Linked DNA regions of Mus musculus: all the other regions are linked to region 1. The links are chromatin contacts, called in public HiChIP or PLAC-seq and promoter capture Hi-C maps. All regions are on one chromosome and are shown on one strand. The core of a region is the stretch at or near the end of the contact, and the rest is flanking DNA. Distances in the headings are between cores, read along the strand shown. Region 1 holds the start of B430010I23Rik (RIKEN cDNA B430010I23 gene). Region 2 overlaps Mtmr7 (myotubularin related protein 7). Region 3 holds the start of Frg1 (FSHD region gene 1). Region 4 holds the start of Cnot7 (CCR4-NOT transcription complex, subunit 7).

What was found. HiChIP or PLAC-seq counts read pairs in DNA pulled down with a chosen protein or histone mark. Capture Hi-C pulls out chosen DNA fragments and counts their contacts.
Region 2: an H3K4me3 HiChIP or PLAC-seq map of bone marrow-derived macrophages shows a contact between it and region 1, with 6 times the contacts expected there. The contact joins the enhancer-like site here to the promoter of B430010I23Rik in region 1. A contact is called at or near these places in 1 of 39 promoter capture datasets (the SN4741 cell line), 4 of 115 datasets of contacts at active chromatin or transcription factors (bone marrow-derived dendritic cells, bone marrow-derived macrophages, embryonic limb bud and 1 more) and 1 of 9 other capture datasets (adipose tissue).
Region 3: a contact with region 1 is called in a promoter capture Hi-C map of liver. The contact joins the promoter of Frg1 here to the promoter of B430010I23Rik in region 1. A contact is called at or near these places in 4 of 39 promoter capture datasets (the C10 cell line, embryonic stem cells, neutrophils and 1 more), 1 of 484 Hi-C or Micro-C datasets (muscle stem cells), 4 of 115 datasets of contacts at active chromatin or transcription factors (all in embryonic stem cells) and 2 of 9 other capture datasets (adipose tissue and liver).
Region 4: a contact with region 1 is called in a promoter capture Hi-C map of adipose tissue. The contact joins the promoter of Cnot7 here to the promoter of B430010I23Rik in region 1. A contact is called at or near these places in 13 of 39 promoter capture datasets (the 3T3-L1 cell line, 3T3-L1-derived adipocytes, the C10 cell line and 10 more), 10 of 115 datasets of contacts at active chromatin or transcription factors (bone marrow-derived macrophages, embryonic forebrain, embryonic stem cells and 4 more) and 4 of 9 other capture datasets (adipose tissue, liver, macrophages and 1 more).

Annotation. Positions count from the first base shown.
Region 1 is chr8:41,016,463-41,019,162 of GRCm38.p6, reverse strand. It overlaps B430010I23Rik (RIKEN cDNA B430010I23 gene), which reads right to left and starts at 1,425. Exons shown (of 3, transcript NR_015457.2): 1 at 1,343-1,425. The region is part of intron 6 of Mtus1 (mitochondrial tumor suppressor 1); the gene reads left to right.
Region 2 is chr8:40,583,622-40,586,321 of GRCm38.p6, reverse strand. The region is part of intron 6 of Mtmr7 (myotubularin related protein 7); the gene reads left to right. Among named protein-coding and RNA genes, the nearest start is that of Mtmr7, 50 kb to the left of the region's middle. Within about 2 kb of position 1,436, at least 101 of the 459 cell types and tissues checked have an H3K27ac peak or open chromatin away from gene starts, as enhancers often do. A contact at or near this core is called in bone marrow-derived dendritic cells, bone marrow-derived macrophages and pancreatic cancer cells, where this site is marked.
Region 3 is chr8:41,415,692-41,418,460 of GRCm38.p6, reverse strand. It overlaps Frg1 (FSHD region gene 1), which reads left to right and starts at 1,343. Exons shown (of 9, transcript NM_013522.3): 1 at 1,343-1,561. The coding sequence starts at 1,500. It overlaps Gm50494 (a long non-coding RNA gene), which reads right to left and starts at 1,335. Exons shown (of 2, transcript XR_003947538.1): 1 at 1,212-1,335; 2 at 726-1,110.
Region 4 is chr8:40,510,461-40,513,160 of GRCm38.p6, reverse strand. Cnot7 (CCR4-NOT transcription complex, subunit 7) reads left to right here and starts at 1,407. Exons shown (of 7, transcript NM_011135.5): 1 at 1,407-1,621. It overlaps Vps37a (vacuolar protein sorting 37A), which reads right to left and starts at 1,378. Exons shown (of 12, transcript NM_033560.3): 1 at 928-1,378. The coding sequence starts at 1,052.

The sequences.
Region 1 (2,700 bases), core at 176-2,675:
AGCAGGCAGGATGAGGGAGTGGGTGGGAAGGAAGTGTCCACAATGATAAAAGTATGAACTCTCTGCAGCTCTTTCCTGTAATAGTTCCTGTGTTGCTGATGCCATTCAGTAGCCTGCAGAAGTCAGGCACACTGGCGGGACGACAGCCAGCCACTAAGTGCTTGCATCCCAGAGACCCTAATTAAATTACGGAGAATCCCGTTGTTGTTGAGTTTTTTTTTTTTTTCCTTAAAGCGCTTCATATATTTAATGCATGAGTTTGAAAGCATCTTCGTGTGGATTTCCACCTTTCTCTCTAGTCTCACTGTGTGTGTATGTCTGTGGGGCGAGGGTGGGGTTGCATGTTATAGTACAAAGATAATCAAATAAACCTCTTCTCTGGATTATAAATGGTTTATCATCTATGACAGAGACACTAATCTAAGCAGCTGGAAAAAAAAATCGGTCTCTAACTGCCAGAATGTATTTTATCATCTTGAGTAAATAAGAAGTACATTTAAAGGGCAGGCAACCCAGACAGTCATGCAGAAACTAATAGTATGTCTGTTGGAGTCTGGGCTCTGTGGTCTGCATTTTTGAGTAGATCATATTAAAGCCCCGGGTTTCCCATAGTCCTGCGCTGCTTCGCCTCAGATGATGTCATCTGCTTTGATTGATGACCAAAGAATTGGTCCTGGACATTGCCCTCCTAAGTACCAGGCTCCTTGAAGGCAGGAGCTATGTCTTAATTTTCTTACATATCATTATGGTATAGGATATAAAATGTGCTTAGCTATATGAGTAATAACTCATAATTCAGAAAGATAAATGTCCCTTCTGGGCATTTGGGGGGAGGGGATGTTGGCTTTCCAGAAAGTGTATAAAATGAGTCAGGTTAAGAAAGCCCGTCATCCCAAGAGGGTAGCATGGATTCTGGGAAGGATAGCTTTTGACTTGGATGGAAGATCTCGGGATGCTAAACAGGAGCTAGGCAATTCTAGTCCATGGGAGCGCACACAAGCACACAGGCTAGCACCCACTCATGCTTGCTACACGTATGTATGTATGCTGTATTTGCTGGAGGAAGAAATTCCGCCTCATGTATGGGTGCTACCTGAGCTCCACCTTCAGTCCCAGTGTCATTTGTAACATACTCAAAAGAGAAGGGAGTTTATACACAGAAAATATTGAATAACAGCCCTCTAGGGTATAAAGAAACCCCTTCTATGCTTGCGTACTGGGCTCTAAAGAACCAGGACTAGAAGCAAAGGTGACACCAAGGGCAAAAAGCCATTGTGAAGGAAGAGTGGGCTGGCTTTCCCCCACCCCCACTTCCGGCCATTGAGACACAGTGACAACTGACCTTGATGTCCTCACGCTGGATCTTGCTGGAGAAGGCTGAGTGTGGTTTAGGGAAGTGAGTTAGGACAGATGTCAACACTCACTGAAATCTGTTGCCTCCTGAAGTCCACTAATAAGCTAACCACCCCTCCCTCGGGTGTTTCTGGAGGGAGGGAGGTGTGGCTTTCCAGAGTCCTTTAGAGATAAGCATCAGTAGCGTCAGCTTTTGCCATCTTCCTTTCCGTTTTCTTGTGCAAGTGGTAAGATTTCCTTGTCCTTTTACCCCCTTTTGTTTGCAACTTGGCTGCTGTGGGAAAGGGGACTCTGAAGCGTGGTCACAGTTTCATGTCTAATAGAGCTGTCCCCGCTTTTCTCTCACGCCACTGACAGACTCTGCCATTTATCCAAAGCATTTGAATAAAATTAAGGCTTGACGTGACAGTACTCGAATAGTCAGGCTGTAGTGGCACGTGCCTGTAATCCCAGAACTTGGGAGACTGGGGCAAAGGAAAGCAAGTATGAGACCCGTAAGAAGGGGAGAAAAGAGAAAAACATTGTATCTGTGGGTTATTATTTTGTTGTTCTCAAACTTTAGTTTTTGCATTACAAAAGCAATCGTTTATTTTTGAAATTTGGAATTCCTGACTGGTGATTTCAAATATATGTAATCCCCAATACCCATGTATTATCAATGAACTATACTCTATTGTAATATTATTTAAAGTTCTAAATCACAGCAGGGCCCCCTGGGTGCCCTTCACCATGAGGTTCATCATGCCTTTAGTATATGGGTTCTGAAGAGCAAACCCCCTTTTTCTATTAGTGAGTGCGATAATCTAATGACCTCAATTAGAGAGCGGAGTAAAAAGGCTCACACATCTAAAAATAACTCCATTATCCACGCAGAGAGGGTCCCGTTTCTGTTTCCTCTGCCCCCGCTGATATTAAGTAAGTGCCAATCGATCAGGATAATGTCTGGCTCTCGTTTCTCATAAATGAAGGGCTGTGGCTTTAAGTAATCATCCGTTGCTTGTGCCAGAGACAGAAGCTGCAGTATCAGCTTCAGAGAGGAGAGAGAGGAGTCTGAGGCAGTAACCTGCGGGACAGGCGGGGAGGCCACCAGGGCCAATGGCGCTCCTCCCTGTGGAGCTTTGAATGTAGGCAGACCCGGACGGACGGATGGGTGGGAGGCGTGGCCACCTGTGCGCTTCTTGGACAGTGCAGGGGGTGGGGGAGTTGGAGAGACCGGAGCTGGAAAATGGGCTGCCCTAGCAGCAAAATGTGCCTCTCTCCTCCCTGTGCAGCAACAAGGGTAATTAGTATTTGTTTACAGGGCTTTTCTAGAAGGGTGTCAGGGACTACGTACTGCAGACCCTGTCT
Region 2 (2,700 bases), core at 187-2,686, 430 kb after region 1:
CAGGGCTTTACTGAGTGGAGACTGGAAATCCTTTTCCTACCCTACTTTTCCAGCTTTAAACAGGGATAAACAGATTGACCTCCTAAGAGCCAGTGATCCAAGTTAGGTCCCTGTAGTGTAAGTCCTTATTAGAACGTGGCAGCCACAGGACCAGGCCTTGTCTGTATTTAAAGCCACCTTCTTAGTCCTAAGGATTCAGTTTGAAGGGTATATTTAGTACTCACTTTGTTTATTGTTAAGTGGTAAGAAGTTGACTCTGATCCAGTAGATAAAGAAAGTTGGGTGCTCTCTTCTCAGGTGCAAAGATGTGGCTTGTAAAAACTGCTTCAAGCTTTGTGTTCCCCTCCTCTCTCCCCCTCTTTTCTCTCCCTCTTTTCTCTTTCTCCCTCTCTCTTTTCTTCTATCCCTCTCTTTCTCCCTCCCTCTCTCTTTTCCTCTCTCCCTGTCTTCCCCTCCTTCCTTTCTTCTTTTTTTTCATGACCACGTTGGTTGATTCCCACCCCTCAGGTGCGGTAGTTTTCCTAGGCCACCAGGAAAGTATGCAGATGTTTGCCACAGAAGGGTTGCATGGCGGCATGCAGGTTGTCCTCAGTCCTTGCCTTCTGCATCCAGCTTTATTTCCTAGTATAATAATAATAATAATAATAATAATAATAATAATAATAATTAATAATAATAATAATAATAATAAAGACAAAGGCTTGGGAGGCAGCTCCCAGGGTCCTGATCCTTGGTCTCTGAGCGGGGTTAAGTCCACACAAGGGCTTCCCAAGCCACCCACCCAGATGAAAGCCTTTTGAATTGTTTGTTCACTGATGGGACAGTGATGGGCCGCAGAGGCAGTGAAAGCCTTAAGTATGTACTGAGAAAAGTCTCCTTGGTCTCAGCTGTTGCTAGAGATTGGTACATTAACACATGGAATTGAGTCAGAACGGTATTTGTGGAGGTCTAAGACAAGGACCGTGTCTCTGTACTTCAGCCTCTTCTGTCAGATATGCTGGCATTCTGTTGAGCTTGCAAAAATGTTCAGCACGTTCTCATTTCACTCTTGGAAGAATTCTGCAGATTGGGAGGCTTCTTGTCTTTTCCTGGACTTAGCTTTAAAGAGGTTAGGTAATTCACTGAGACCACACGGTTTAGACCCAAGGCCACATTCAGTTAAATACAAGCTTATTTGACATCAAAGCCAGTGGCTTTTTTGTTTCTGTTTCCCAGAACATCTCTAGGGGACCCTTGTCCCCGCTTCCAGACTCTAGAGGGTTGACACCTAAGTTGATCACACACCCAGCTCCAGGCTGAGCCAAAGTCACCTCAAGCCAGTGGAGCAGGAGGGCTCTAAGCTGTGTGCCTGCCTACCAGCTATGGAGGAAGTATGAGTCCTGAAGTTAAGGCTGTCATCTGTCTAAGCTATGGAGGAAGTGTGAGTCCTAAAGGCAGGGGCAAGGTTGAGTCAGTCACCTGCTTCTGTGGTGACCGGCCCTGTGACATGCCTCAGCTCCATGGACTGCTTTGTGGTTGTGGCCTTAGTGTCACGGCGCCAGGGGTTGTTTCATTGTCTAACAGGAAGTCATAGGGTATTTCTCTCTTTCTTGGTAATGAGGTAATGTCTATTCACTGGGTCCCATGCAGGAGACATCTTCAAGATACAGCTATGAAGTTCAGGGTACCTGAAAAGTGGGAACCTGGGATCTTATTTCCTGGTTATATGCATAAAGTTTGAAGGTGGCCATTGACAGAGGAAAGAGAGTGGGAGAGAGACATTTGTGTTTTGTAGCAGGTGAGGGGAGAGTCTTCAGTCCTGTTCTTTGTAAGTGCAAGGATGGACAAATATCCTTTGGCTTAATTTGGACCTTAACAAACTTGATAAAACCTTGCTAACACAGCTTACCTATCATGGAGGCCCCCGGAGAGGGACCTGGGGCTAATGTAGCTGGCAATGGCTGCTGGTCTAGGCTCAGGCCACAGTGGATCTCGTATGCGAGTGAAAGGTGGCACAGTACTTCTAGGAGCCTATACTGTGTGCCTTAGGAAAGTCACCCTTTGGATGCCTATGCGGAGAAGGCAGAGACAGCCAGTTATTAGCAATCAGAAGCACTGTCAACCAGTAAGACAACTGACATTGCCTAGCTTTGCAAAGAGCTGTTTATCTAACTGCATCTCTTCCACATGGTCCCTTCTACCAACTACACAGAGCAGGCGAGCCTGTTAGAAGCCACGGGAAGGGAGAGCCCTCATCACCTCACGGAGCCTGTACCCAGGGAAAGAGACCGTTTTGCATCATATATGGGTTGAAAATTTAAATTAGCCTGGATCAAGATTTCATCCTGTACTCTTAAATACGTGAAAGATGTCCCTGGATGGCGAAGGGGACATTTTGAGAAGCTTATTTGTAGGTCATACCTGTAGGCAATAAAATCATCTAGTATTTCCAAGAGTGTGCCACAGTTAAGTTAGTGAGGAGAAGAAAGAGCACTCTTTGACACCTGTGCTAGGCTTTGGCCCAGTTCTCCTAAAGGTAGCTGTCTGTCTGTCTGTCTGTCTGTCTGTCTCAGTCTGGAATATCTTTTTTGGGTGTTTATTATTTCTAAACCTGTGTTTCTGCTTTGAAAGTTCAGCTTTTGCCACATTAAATAAGTAGAGCTCCTAAAAAATAGTTTGTATGATAGATTAAATATCGCCACCTTGTGTTTGTTATGTGAA
Region 3 (2,769 bases), core at 94-2,593, 400 kb before region 1:
GTTCAGGCAGTATCTTTGTGATAGTTTTGTCAAAAATATCTTCTATTTGCTAGATGTAATCGCCATCTCAGAGGCTTGCTGCTGAATAAACTCACCCTTTCCACTCCTTTCTAAATTCTGGCTGGCTGATTCAGCTAATCTATTCTGGCTTCAACTCCTCTCCAAGCTGACTGATTTTCATCTGGCTTCTCTCCGTGTCTCCTGAGTTGCTCTGCTTGCCCTCAAACTAACTCTGGTAATCTATTCTAATCTTCTGGCTTCTCATTCTCTGGCTTTAACTGCCTCTGCTGACCTTCACTGAACTGCAGGAGCTCATGAAGGAACTCACTCAACTCCACTGTACTGTACTCGCCACTCTGACTCCCCACTGACTGACAAGCGCTAAAGACTGAACTTGCCCCTGACCTGAATAGCTTCTCTCTCTTGTGCCACTCAGATGAGCGTTGAGCATATTCTGTCAAATCTCCCTCTGATTCACCACTTTGTTTGCCCCTCAATTAGACATCGTTGTTTAGGATTAAAGGTGTGTACTAAGTGTGTGTCTGGATTCCAGCCAGATCACACAGACCTAGAATATCTTTGCACGTCATCCCTTGCCAGAGCTGCCATCAATCATTCCTTCAAAAGTGTTTTATATTTGTCAAGTGTTGACAAAGCCATTCCATTTTTTGATTCTAACAGCATTCATGTTTCTTTCACAAAAACCAAAGATCACACAGAAGCTGTATCAGCGGTGCATTGTTTGTAATGGAAGGGAGTTATAACATTGCGGGGAAGATTGGAGGAGGCAAAAGGAATACGCACTTGGCTGGATCAAGACTACAGGGAAAGACAGTATTCGGTGTGGAGACCAAAGTCTCTTCAGCACTTGCGATAGAAACCAGTAGTTAGCAACTATACATTGTATCATTCCTCAATTGTTTCTTGTGTGTTACTCATACACAATACACGAGTAAAACATGTACAACACAACTAACAACTCTGGAGCCAGAGTCGTTGATAAAGTTGCCCGAAGCCAAGGCTGTGACCCACGCCTCCACAGAACACACATCTCGGTTTCTCTGTGCAGGCCCAGTCTGGCGGGTTGCCGGGTACTTGGTGCGATGTCCGCTGCAAAGAGAGTGGGCAGATAGATTTGATCCTTTCAACATCTGGCTCATCCAATCCAGGTATGGTCTTTACAACCTCGGCAGCAGGAAACTGTTGGATACCTTCGCTTCCACCAGGGGGCGTCTCTATAAGTTTTGCCTGGTTTGGGGGGGAAAAAAAACCGCGAACATCCGGGACTTCGCCGCAGGAACGCTGACGTGATTGGACCCTCCACGGCCGCCGTAGTGCATCGGAAGCAGTAAACAGGAAGCCGGAGAATCGTAGCCTTGGGTTGAAGAAGACCGAGAGTTCCTCGGGGACTCGCTCAGCTCCGGCCGTTAGAGCCACTTCCTCCTCCTCCCAGTCCTACGGAAGCTCTGCCAGAGGCTGCCACTTCAGCGAGCCGGGCCATGGCCGAATATTCCTATGTAAAGTCCACCAAACTCGTGCTCAAGGGCACTAAAGCCAAGAGGTGAGGCGGCGCTCGGGAGGGAGGCGCGGTTCTCAGTGCATCCATCCCCGGGGCTCAAGGGACGGGGTAGCCAAGCCACCCAGGACACTCAGACCTGCGTGGACAGCCTCCCCGACACTTCTTAGCTGACGCTGCGTGGCCGGGGATCCCCCGAAACGGAGAGACCAGGAGTCCTACTTTTGCCCCCCCCCCCAGGCCTCCCCCTGCCTGCCTTGATAACTTGCTTTAAGGAAAGTTTTTTTTTCCACCGGTCTTTCCTGCAAATGGAAAAAGCAAGCGGACAAACAAAAACGCCCTGATTCTCTGCAGTGTAATATGTAGGGGGCAGGCAAAGCTGCATCATAGTGTGAGTCGGGACCTTGAATTCGCACCGGTGATGGGTTGATGGTTCGTTTGCTGATTTATTAGACGCTGGTTCTTGTTCCTCGAGACTATAAAAAAGAGTTATGAGAACTGAATGAGACAGCCAACTCAGAATATAACAGCCAAGTGGAGGCATGTGGGTGTGATTTATAGTTAGCCCTATAGAGAAAGATATCTTGCCCGATCCTATTTCCGTCCTCTTGAAGGATCTAGCCAAAGTTGAACACTTTATTTCCTGTATCACCGCTGAAGCAGTTTCAACAGGTACTTGTCAGCGAGCTTCGTGCTGAATGAGCTCGGAGCTTTATCCTGACCGAATCTGAAACTGTTTAAAATTTAGAATTTGCTTCTGAAGATGTTGTCGATAAAATACAAAGAAGTTAAGACAGCAGTTATTAAAACCTATGTAGTGCTTTCCATGTTTCCATGATTGGTTCTTTGTTTTTTTGAGACAAGGTTTCTCTGTGTAGTCCTGGAACTTAACTCTGTAGACTAGGATAGCCATGAACTCAGACACTCACCTGCCTCACCTCCCCCACCCCACCAACCCCCAAGTGCTGGGATTAAAGGCTTGGGCTGCAACCACAGCAAGGCTCAGAATTTGTTGTAAGCACTCTGAATAATCACTTTTCCCCTAAGATCTCTCCTCGTGTTTCCATTTATGGAGCTGTAATTCATAAGCCATAAACTCCTTTTAAAGTGTACAGCTAGTGGGGTTTAGTATATTTACGAGTTCACCACTATTTAGTCAGTAAGCATTTTGCCACTCCAAAGGAGACTGTTTAACCAACCATTAAATAGTCACACCCTTCTGCCCGCCCTTCCAGCTTCTGTCGACTGCTTTC
Region 4 (2,700 bases), core at 158-2,657, 510 kb after region 1:
TCAATAACTTGATGTTATTATCTCATGGATGTGTGAGTAGGTATGTATACATACATAATTATATTGTATAACATATTATAATGTGTATAATGTGACAAGGTTTTTGAAAGTCTAGAGTTTAATCATGTTGATCTCTAATATGCTTTATAAAATGTGCTGTGAAGCTGTTAGTTAATTGTAAAATCCATATATCGCAAAGCAGCTCTAATATTTGAAAGCCTGTAGCAGCCACGGACATATCTAATTTAAAAAAAAGACTGCAGCAAACAATTTTATATTTAAGAAAAAAAGTCGAAATAATCTGATTTCCTGTATTTCTAGTTTGACTACAATACAACAAGCAAACTCAAAAGACAACAGATAATGCAGATGGTTGTCTGGCAAGTCCTAAGTGTGGAGCCAAATAGAAGAAAGTGAGAAGTCTAAAGACTCTAACAATTACAAGACAGAAAGAGGTTATTGGAACAGGGTGAGCTTTAATTACAGACTCAAAAGGATTGTCACCAGGACAGAGTTAACTAAAAACACTGGCTTCCCTTTTCTTTGACGTTGCAACAGTTTAAATTTTCAGTTCATAAAACTGTTGGGAATTATCTTTCCAACTGTCTCTTAGCATGTTAACAATTCGAAGGCAATGCTACAATCAGGTAGATCAAAAGGAAAATTAGCGTGTGAGCTAGGGGTGCTGTATACAGATTAAAGAGAGATGACTCCGTTTGTCAGTGGAGATGAGCCAAGTCAAGAGAGGAGCTGAACAGCGGTGGGGCACCAGGGACACAAACTAGGGAAGCAAGCGCTTAACCCCACTGGAAGACCCATCAACAGGAGGCAGCTGATGGAGCGGCCTACGGATTCGCACACGGTGTGTTTGCAAGCAGCCCGCCCTCCCGTCCTACTTTACCCTGGGCCGAAGCCACCAGTCGTCACCTGGAATGGGAGTTCCGGAGTGACTCGATCAGCCGCTGCTTCTGCTGCTGGAGACTGGTGAGGCCGGCAGGGGACCCAGCCGCGGAGGATGACGCGCTCTTCGCCAGGGGAAAGAGCCAGCTCATCCTCCTCGGGTCCCCGGGCCCGAGGCCCTACAAGGTTCTGGCCTGCTGCTCCTCGCTTAGCCCAGTGCTTCCCGGGCGATCGAGCACGGCCCGGACGGGGTGCCCAGGGGCCGCGCCGTCTCCCACACGCCGCGCTCGTGAGTCCCTGGCCCCGGGGGTCCGAGCTACCACTGCGGGCGGCTGGAGAAGGGCGACTCGTCGGCTGGACGGAACCCCGGTGTGCTCCGGGCCACCACCACCCCGGGGTCAGTTAGCTAGGCCTGGTCGCCTTGCCGGCTCAGCTGCTCCAACGCCGGGGCGTTCGTCACCTGCCCGCCCCGCCTCCTGAGGGAGGGCCCCGCCCACCCGGCGCCCGGCGTCATCAGGCCGCGCCCTCGGCGGGACGTGCGAGGAGCGACGTCGCCGCGCTGGGCCGAGCGCCGCTCCAGCTCCCCTTTCCCCCTTTCGCAGGGCGAGAGGCGTCTATGGGGCTCCCGCCGCCGCCGCCGGTACCGCCACCGCCACCGCCGCCGCCGGGTGCTAGCTCTATGGCGAGGAGGAGGAGGAGGAGCGCGAGCTCAGAGACCCAAGTAGATCCGGCGGGGGCCCGGGCGTGCTGGGGCGCCTTGGGAAAAGGGGCTGGGAGTGGGGAGCCCGAGATTGGCGCGCGCGATGGCGCCCGCCTAAGCGTGGCTGTGTGGGACGGAACTGGCGGAGGCGGGGAGCCCGGGGGGACGGCGGTGCTAACGGGCGGGGGGCGGGTGGGGGCTGTCAGGGGCGCGGCGCGCAGTGATGACGCCACCGCTTTGTACCTGGGACTTCGTTGTGGGAAGGAAATTGCGAGTGGAGGGCGGTGGCCTACTTGGGGCCCCGGTGGCTTTCGTCCTCGGCAGTGGTTTTTGGGGGTAGTCGGTCTGGCTCTAGGCCATGCGAATAGGCACCCTGCTCCTGGCCGGCGGCCAGCCGAGCGACTTATCCTTGACATGAAGGCGGCCGTGCTCTCTCCACGTTGCTCGCCCACGGAGGACGCGCGACCTCAGGGATGAGAAGGCCTTGGCTGCCCCTTGGAGGGACCCCTGAGACCGCAGTAGAGAAGAGCGGGTGGAGGAAAGCAGGGTTAAAGTACAGTGTGTCGGTAGAGCGCGTGTAGGGACCGGTGTGAGGACGGAGGGGAGGAAGAAAGAAGGCGTGCCCTGCATCACCTTTTGTTTTCTCCAGCGTACATTTAGGAGTTTGGGACACCAGGCCACCCTCTTTTAACTCGCTGGTTTTGTCGGGGGTTATTGTGTGTTTGGTCCCTGTCCGTCTGATTAATTATCTTACCATTGTATACCGTGAACCTTGTGTGGATGGCAGAGACGTGAGGTCTCTCTTGGGTTGCCAGTTTTTGAAATTAGAAATTTTTAAATGTACACATTTCATTGCCTGCCTGCCTACCTGCTTGCTTGCTTTCTTTCTTTCTTTCTTTCTTTCTCCCTCCCGCTATATTTGTTTCTGAGATTGCCTAATGGCTTTTCAAAACATTTTTAAGAAAAATGTTTCCTCTGCTCTGCTTTGAATGAGTAAGATTTTTAAATGTTTTGTTAGAAGAATAAAAGCAAGCATTCTGTTATGAAACGTTTGATTTTGTTGATTTTTTTTTTTTTTTTTGGCTTGAAATGGTTCAAAG